Regions from separate parts of the Gossypium hirsutum genome. Here region 1 is linked to region 2. The links are chromatin contacts, called in public Hi-C maps. All regions are on one chromosome and are shown on one strand. Each heading gives the region's core, a stretch centred on a gene start, on an enhancer-like site or on the middle of the called end of the contact. The rest is flanking DNA. Distances are from core to core; before and after follow the strand shown.

Region 1 (4,398 bases), core at 732-3,231, 190 kb before region 2:
CAGGCAGCCTATGTGCAATTTTCAGGTAAAGTGGTGATATGTCTCAAAACTATTTTGGTATCAAGAGCAATAGAAAATAATCAACCATGTCACCAGAAAAGGATTCAATTAACTAATAAGCAGAGACAGGATACAGCATGCTACTCAGTAGTTTTTCTCCAACAAAAGCCATTGAACAAACCGGCTCTATAGTCGATAGACAGGAAACTGTTTAGAAACTCCATGATATACCTTATTGCAACCAGGAACCAAATCCTGAAGAATCTTCATTCTTTCACTAATCTTTTCTCTCCTAGCCTGCTCATCAAATGATTCATATCAGTGAAATGTACTCAAAACCTCCAAGTATGACAGATTATAAGAATTTTGACCAGTATGCCAAAACCCCATGGTGATGTTAAACAAAGAAAAAGAAAATAGTAAAAGAAACATCAGTTTCACAATCAAAAGGAATGTACTTTATATAAAATTTTGGTCCAACACAAGTACTTAAGACTGATTTTAACCCTATACCGAAGCAAATTACCCTTTCAGCTAAGCTGTGGCTATCAGTAGCTTGACCCCTTCGCGCTCGTACGTGGATGTAATCTTGTTTAGGTGGCTCGGAAGGTTGAGCTTTTTCTTCCACAAGCTTGCCTGAACTGGGTTCTGCTTCAACTCTAGATTCATGATTTTGTTCTCTGCCTCCTGCTGCTTTAATTCTCTTCCCCTCACCATTATTCTATACAGATTATAAACAAAACTGTCATTTTCAATCCAAAAATTTATATTTCTTGAATGCTTAATTCCATCACTTCTCCATAGACTCGTGCTGCAATCTCGATTTTCCATGATATTAACACAATAATACGAGAATTCAAACAAAATAAACAAGAATTATTTATTTGTAGTTAAATTCACACCATTGCAGATCAACACTCAGTGCCACCCCTCAACATTCCTATTCTAATATAATTATAAGAATCACCATAAACTAAGAAAGAGGAAATCCCAAATCCCCAACAACATATAACATTCAAAGGTAAAAAGCTTTGGAAAGAAGCTAAAATAAAAGGTGCCCATCCGAATTAGTAAAATTCAGATCACAAAAAAAGAAAAGAAAATCCAATTGGTTAAAGAAAAAGAAAAAAGTGGAAGGAAGGAGAAAATGAATACCACGGCATTGCCACTACTAGTGGAGCTAGTAGAGACAACCTTAGCTGTTTCAACTTCTCCGTCACGCCTTCTCCTCATACCACCCCTTCTCTGCTGCTGCTCCAAGCTACCCGGATCATTGCCGGAAACCTCTCGACTGGGGTCCCCGAACTGAGCCAACCCATGTCCGAACTGACCCCTACTTATCCCAGACTCACTCATGGGATACTGCCAGATCTCTGCTAGATTGTACCTTCCATCGCTCATCATAGCTGGCGGATCCATCACAAAGAAAAAAAAATCCTAAACTTCACATAGAAAACCCAGTCTGAAGCTTTATTGAGTAAGGGTGGGGTTTTCCTATATATAAATATTATAGGTATTTGATTATTAATAATATAATTGTAATTTGTCTGTAGTGCGTTGATATCCTTGGACCTGATTTCTATCTATGGACTTTAAAAGCTTCTTTCTTTCTTTAATACTAACAGTAACAGTAGTATTCTGTTTCTTTGCTTTTTTTTCACCTGTTTTGCGAAAGAGACACCTCGGGAGTTGCCAGCTTATAAATCACTTCCACTCGGAGGAGATGCTTCTATAAACTCTTTTTATCCCTCACTTCTCCGCCATCTGATCCCACCCCACTCTTTCAATCAAATGGTTCTTTTTATTTTATTTAACACTCAGATCTTGCATGATGGAAACACCCATTTTTCCTCTCTCTTTTTTTCCCTGTCATGCCCAGGAAAGTACTACAAAAATAGAATGAAGATTTTTTTCAATGAAGATTTCCATTATAGTGACCAATTCATCACCATCTAACAATTGCATCTCACAAGATTTTAGTGAATCCGTAGAGATTATGGGCATCACCCTTCCACAATAAATAGTTATTTTCGCACTAGTTTTTCTTTTCATTTTTTCTAACTTTATAGTTTTATTGAATTGTAATTCTACCATCTGCCACGTTGAAATATACCATAAATATCACCTTTTAGAATTTCACCATAAAAAAAAGCACATAAAAAACATTGAGCTATTCATCTTCACCACAATTTCTGAGCTCTCCTTCTCCTTTTTTTTTTTTCCAATTAAACTGTTACAAGAATATAAATAAGATCTATATATATGGTCATCTCAAAGAGAATGATTCCATCAAAATAAAAAAAAATTATTTTTATAGAAAGTGATAATAATTTCACACCTTTTTATATGAATGCACCAAATAAATTATTATTTTTAATTTTAAATTTAAAAAATAACACATTTAAAAAAACTAACACATTATCGGGCATCATATAAAATATTATTTTTTATTTTTAGATTAATAAAAATACTAAAAGAAACCTACACCATAAAATGGTGGTGCCATTTTGTGATGCCATTCTCTATAGTTCCACTATCATTATTTATTTTTTAACCCCAAATTATTAAGAAATATTAATCTTTTCCTAATATACATACAGGTGGTGTCAATCTTTTTTGCTCCACCAACTTTTACTTTTCATTTCAGGCTATTTACGTACATAATAAAAAAGGTTAATCATTTTTATAATTATTCAGAATTTTAAGATCGTTTTTATAAAAAGCCCAAAATTAGCGGTTAATGGAAGAAACAACATGAAATATTGGATGTGTTTATTGAAGTTAAGTATAATTATTTGTAAACATATATCCACATCTCATTAAATAAGGGTACAGTGATTTATTTGATTTTCTAATTATATATATAAAAAGTTATTTTAGTTTTTCATTTAATTTTATCTTTTTTTACTCTTAAACTTGTGCTGTTTATCAAATTATTTTAAAATTGATGAAAAAGTTAATATTTATTAATTTTGTTGATGTGGTACGGGTGGATTGCCACTTGGATGCTATGCCAATAATTAATTATTCTTTTTAATACTTAAAAATTATTAAAATGATTAAAAAAGATAAATTGTAAAATTATTTTTTTAAAAAAATTAATTAATTGTTGAAGTAACATAATGCAAATTTAAGAATTAAAAAAAAATTTAAATAAATAATTAAATGAACTTTTTTATAAAATTGAAAGGGGAAATGGATTACATAAAATATACAAACAAAACATGTGATTAAACAAAATACACAAACAAAACTCACAATTTTAGGAGGGGTTGAGGGAATTAGGCGAGTAAATTAGCATGATACTTTTACCATGAGTTGAACAAATACGAGTTGGGTTTTACGAATTGACTACAAATTCTTCAAAGATGAGATGATAAAAGTGGATGTAGGAAAATTAATGAAAAACGATGGAATATGATTGTGTCTAAAAAATGTAAGTCAACCTGTAGGAAAATTAACAGATTTGGATTTGGATTTGAATTTTAAAATTTTAAAATTTTAAAATTAAAATTCATATTTTTTTAAATTCATAAATTTTAAAATTTTATTTGTGAATTAAAATATTATAAATTTAAAATTTAAAATTAATTCAAATTTATTATTTCAATAATTCAAATTTAGATTTCAACTAGCTTTAAAAACACTTTTTTTCAAAAATAATTTGTTTATTACTATAAAAATGATAATATGTATCAAATTTATCTCAAGTCCAAGATCCAAAATCCATCATTAAAACTAAGACACTTCAAAACTTAAAAATAATTATAAAATTTCCTAAACAATAAGAAATATTATTTGACATAAAAAATTATTTTTTAAGGTCAAATAAAGAAACTAAAAATCATTAAAATGAAATTAAGGTGCTATTTAGTACAAAATACATCCCTAACAATGAATTTAAATAGCTGGGTGGAGTCCTCCGTAAACAAAACAAGCTTTGAATAGGGAGATAATCATTTTGGGATGAAGAAAGTTGATAATTGCTTCTAAGTCGGGCTGGTTCATCCGCACACTTATTTCTTTTCCAAAAGACATGCTTGAGTGACTTAAAATTCATACTATGAAAGAGCATCCAACACTCATCAATCAAAGGAGATAGTATAATGTTAAAGACTTTAACAACATACATAAACTGAATAATAATAGTAGCAACCACTTTTATTTCAAGATTGGTGATGTTTGAATCTGAAGTCGATAAAAGACCATTTCTCAAAGCCCAGAGCTCTACTTCTATAGCAATGGCTCTTGGTATACGACGATAAGCTCCAATCACCCAACTACCAGTGTGATCAATGAAAGCTCTCACCCTTGCTTTCCCGGGGTTATCTATGGCAGATCCATCAATGTTAAGCTTATAGCAATCTACTATGGTGGTTTCCAAGTAACTGGAATAAA
Region 2 (4,662 bases), core at 924-3,423:
TTGTATGTGTATGTGGCCTCATCAACTAGATATATATATGAGTGAATGAATAGAAATGAAATGTAAATTGAATATGCATATAATAAATAAGTCAACAAGGTAAGGTTGTGCGATAAAATGTTAAGTTTAATACTTGATATTGGCTTAATTCAAATGTTTTATATTGGTTTGGGAATGTATTTAAGTGTTATTGTAGGTGGAAGACAAGTTTGGGTGAGAAATATAGCTAGGAAATGACCTTATTTTATCTACACGGGTAGAGACACGGACGTGTATCTCAGCTGTGTGTGACACATAGCCTAGCACATGGGCGTGTGTTTTGGCCGTGTGTCCCCTGCATCTTAAAAATTTCAAAACAGAATACTTAAAAATTGATCACATGGCCTGGCACATGGGCGTGCGGCTTGGCTGTGTGACCCCTACACCTATTTAATGCAAATTTTCATGTTCACACGGCCTAGAACACGGGCGTGTGACCCAAGTCAGAGAGTTACACGGGTATGCACATGGGCTGGGATATGGCCGTGTGCCCTATTTCGAATATCCACATGGCTTGAGACACGAGCGTGCTCACATGGCCTGGCTACAGGGGCGTGTGACCCTGTACCTTGGAAAAATTTTAAAATTTTGCGAAAAATTCTCTAAATACTCAATTTAGTCCCGACTTATTTCTAATGTATGTTTTGGGCCTCGAGGGCTCATATAAGGGACTTTATGAATAATATCTAACATGAATGTTAAATAATATGAAATGTATGTATTTGATTTGTTTATTCCGATAATGCTCCGTAACCCTATTCTGGCGACGGATATGGGTTAGGGGTGTTACACTATGTTAAGCTTGTTCTTTTTACAAAGGAACCAATATTTTTAGGGCATTTATGTCTTTTACATTATAATAATTTTTTTTAAAAAAAATTCATACTAATAATGAGAATCATGAGATTTAAACCTAAACTATTATAGCTTTCATTTATCACAACTTTACCATCTTAACTAAATTCATGTTTGATTTTTATTTTAATTTTTATAAATTTGTTAATGTAGTTTTGTTTAATGGCTATTTAACATCAATGTTAGATATATTCAATATTTAATTTCGAGATAATGGCATATTTGGTATTTAAACTTTGACAAATCTTTTAATGTGGTACTTGAACCTAAAAAAGAAAGTCAATTTTAAATTTGTCAGGACACGTGACCTAATCATAAGGTGCCGCATATTTTATTTTTAAATAATATACCATAGACGTAAGAATAAATAATTAAAAAGAAGGTTTTCTTTTCATTTTCACCTTTTTATGTTTTTAATGTTCAAACTAATTATTTTTAACTAAAATAAATTTAAAAAATTGAAATTAACTTCATTGTCTTGGAGAAAGCAGAAAATATGTTTCTCTGCCACTTAAAAACCATATTGATTTCTTTATTCTTCTTTTAATTTTCTTCAAATTAATCATTCACATTCTTTTCATCTAATTCAAACCTTAATTTCATGAATTTTTAAAAAAGTAAACAACCCTTTTGCAATAAATCAATTTAAATAGTCATTTTAAAGTTTTTTTTTTTTAAATTAAGAACATTTCTATCCCCTAACAACATTGCCAATTCTCAATTACCAAAACCAAATTGACAACCTCCAATTCCGAGACAACTAAACATATTCACTCAAACTCACCAATCCATTAGAACACAAAGCCCAAAAAATTAACATCACAAATCAAACCCATCAATCCAAGCAGATCAAAACCAAAGCCCATTTCAAGTTTCTGGTTCTTGAGGAAGCCACAGTCAAAATTCCATGATGGTTTAATGACCAGATTTGCAGATCAGGGCTCTAAAAGTTCTAAATATTGTGAAATTTTAACTAAGATGTTCAAGAAAGCTAACCGGAAAACTAGAAAGAAGAGAAAGAGGCGAATCTTTCTGTCAAAATTTTGGCTGGACGGTAGCATAATGGCAACGACGCCTAATTCTCTTCACGGAAGAAGGAAGACAAGAAAAAACAAAAAGTTAAATTTTTTAATTTATTTTCTTTAATATTTATAAAATACATTTTAAGGGGTACTTTATTATTTTAATTAAATCAAAAAAATTAAAGGCATATTTTGATCTTAGGCCCTTGTTCAATTAAAATATTTTTACATAACTTACACGATTGAGTTTCGGTTCCTGAAAAGTAAAAAATTAACATCTTCAGCCAAAGGTACTACCACATAGATAAACAATGTTAAAGTTCAGTACCAAAATCAATTTTTCCAAAATTCAGGTACCAAATTAGAATGTTTGCCAAATTTCAGTAGCAATTCTGTGATTATCGCTTTAATTTATTTCTAACTTATTCTTTTAAGAGAAGTATTTAACGGGTGATTTGATCCTCCGTCCGGAAAAAGCCTATTCCAAAGTAAAAACACTGCAATAGAAGCAACAGATCCCGGCTCTAAACGATAATTGGCACCGAAAGGAAGGAGCCGGAGAGATAGTTCGATTTTGGTCTTGTTTGTCCTTTTCGATCGACGGAGAAAGAAATCGATGATACTTTTACAGTCCCATTCACGTTTCCTTCTCCAGACTTTGCTGAATCGAATTCAGAAGTACTTTTTCCTTCGTTTTCTTTTCTTTTAATCCGATAAGTATAAGCTTTTATCATTTGATTTGATTTCTTTTATTTTACTTCTTTAATTACAGTTCTTGTATGTATTTGATGTTTGAAAGACATGTTGGGAATTCGAGCAGAGTCAGGTCAAGGATTCCAACTACATTTCTAATTCATAGATGTATTTTTCATTCTTTACAACCTTCTCTTATGAGTTTGATGGTTCCTTTCCTAATCAATCTTCCATTGTTGCTTGCAGTGCGTTGCTCGTCTCATTTTTTTTAACTAGTTCTGTTACTTTTAAATACCTGACCTCCTACCCTACGCTTTGGTATGCCAGAGATGTATCATCTCCACTGACGATACTATCATCAAATATAGCCCTCTTTAAAATTTTGTCGCTTAAGTTTTCCCAGAATTAGTGTTTTTTTTAAAGTTTATATTTATTAATAGTAATTAACATGAAATATACAAACTCCCATTCAAAACTGTAATAAATATCTAAATTAGAGTAATATGTGGACAAGATCAGTATACAGGATTGTTAACTTTTAGACTAACAATAGATCATCAAGAACAATTGGATACGGTTAGAATTTTCAAATGTGTTTAAGCTCTAGGGTTTTTTGTGTTTTACGGTTTAGTAATATGTTAAAGGTGTGGACCAAGTTGGAACTATGCCTACTCTTTTATGCCAAGCATGCTGTCCATGATGTGCTGTGCTTTAATATTTGTATTTCAATTATACATCCTGGTGTTGAGTGTACAAACATTCTTATTTATTTTGGGTGTAAAAACTGAATAATTTTCAGGCTACCTGGACCTTTTCTGCTTATTGTTTACACTTTCTTTCTCAGCTTGCTGATTTCTCTCATGTCGCTTTTGCAGTCTTGAAAAGTGTATTGAACTAGACCATCACTGGGTTGAATTTGATGATGTTCGTTACCATGTTCAGGTGATTTAGAAGCTTTTTCGTTGTTACACCTATGTAAAAGAAATTGAGTGATTGTATTATGAATTATTCATACTCATGTATTTCGTTTTGCTCCTCTGGGCTCTCTGAACTTATAGTTAAGGTACAAAAGCCACTGTAATTATATTATGCTCATGTAATTTGCAAATGATATGCAGGTGTCAATGAAGAATCCCCATATTCTACTGCTTTCATTATCATTACCTACCCCACCTCTGGAAACTGTTTTCGTTGGTGGACTTCCATTTGGAGCCATAGAAGCTATTAAAGCAGCTTATGGTGTAATCGTGCAAATTCTTGATCCTCCAAGGGATGGCTTCAATCTGACATTGAAACTGAATTTGTCCAAACTTCCTCAAGATGAAGGTCAACAAGTTCATTTTCTTAGGTCATTATGAGCTTGCACGGTTATATGACAAAGTATTGGCATCAGCATGTTGAAAATTCCTGTCCTTGATTAAAAATGACTTAAGGAACTAGTATTTGGAGTACATTAATGCGTCTAAGGTTCTTTATTATTTGATAAGACATTTTCTTAATTTTTCTGTGCTTAATTCTCTTGGTTTTAAGCTTGGATTTTAGTAAGTACTGTTATACCTGTAGTTGAAAGGTAGAAGATTCCTAGGTGAGAACTCATAGCTATAAGTATATATATGTACACACACCCCTTTTCCAGAACACAATAGTAGCGTTAGGTTAAGAGATCAATCATATTTTGTAGCATGCTTGTACTAAGTAGCTTCCATGTCAAATAGGATGGTTCTCTGATAGTTTCAGATGCATATGCAACGTAAATCATACCCGTATAAGAAAGGGTGCTTGTCATAGAAAATAATGATAATCTGACCAGTGACCAAGGGGGTCAGTGTCATAACAAATAGAATCAGCTTACTGCATTTAAAGTGTGCTCCAAAAACTGAAATTATGTAGTGTTCTCTTATTGCTTGCACTGGCTGGGCTTATTGCCCCATCTAGTTTAGGAACAAGACAGCGGTTACAAATGAACAGCTAAAGTAGAACAAGACAGCAGTTAAAAATGAATTACAAGCATTACTAGATTAAATTTTGAGTTATTTTATTTTATTTTATTTTT

What was found. A called contact is a pair of places that touch in the nucleus more often than the background predicts.
Region 1: a contact with region 2 is called in a Hi-C map of leaf, with 2.4 times the contacts expected there. The contact joins the promoter of LOC107945262 here to the promoter of LOC107945268 in region 2. A contact is called at or near these places in 2 of 34 Hi-C or Micro-C datasets (both in leaf).

What each region holds. Positions count from the first base shown.
Region 1 is chrD12:8,117,125-8,121,522 of Gossypium_hirsutum_v2.1, reverse strand. LOC107945262 (transcription factor BHLH089) reads right to left here and starts at 1,981. Exons shown (of 6, transcript XM_016879206.2): 1 at 1,156-1,981; 2 at 527-721; 3 at 232-297. The coding sequence starts at 1,419.
Region 2 is chrD12:7,929,480-7,934,141 of Gossypium_hirsutum_v2.1, reverse strand. It overlaps LOC107945268 (actin-related protein 2/3 complex subunit 2A), which reads left to right and starts at 2,173. Exons shown (of 10, transcript XM_016879219.2): 1 at 2,173-2,594; 2 at 3,485-3,551; 3 at 3,728-3,935. The coding sequence starts at 2,533.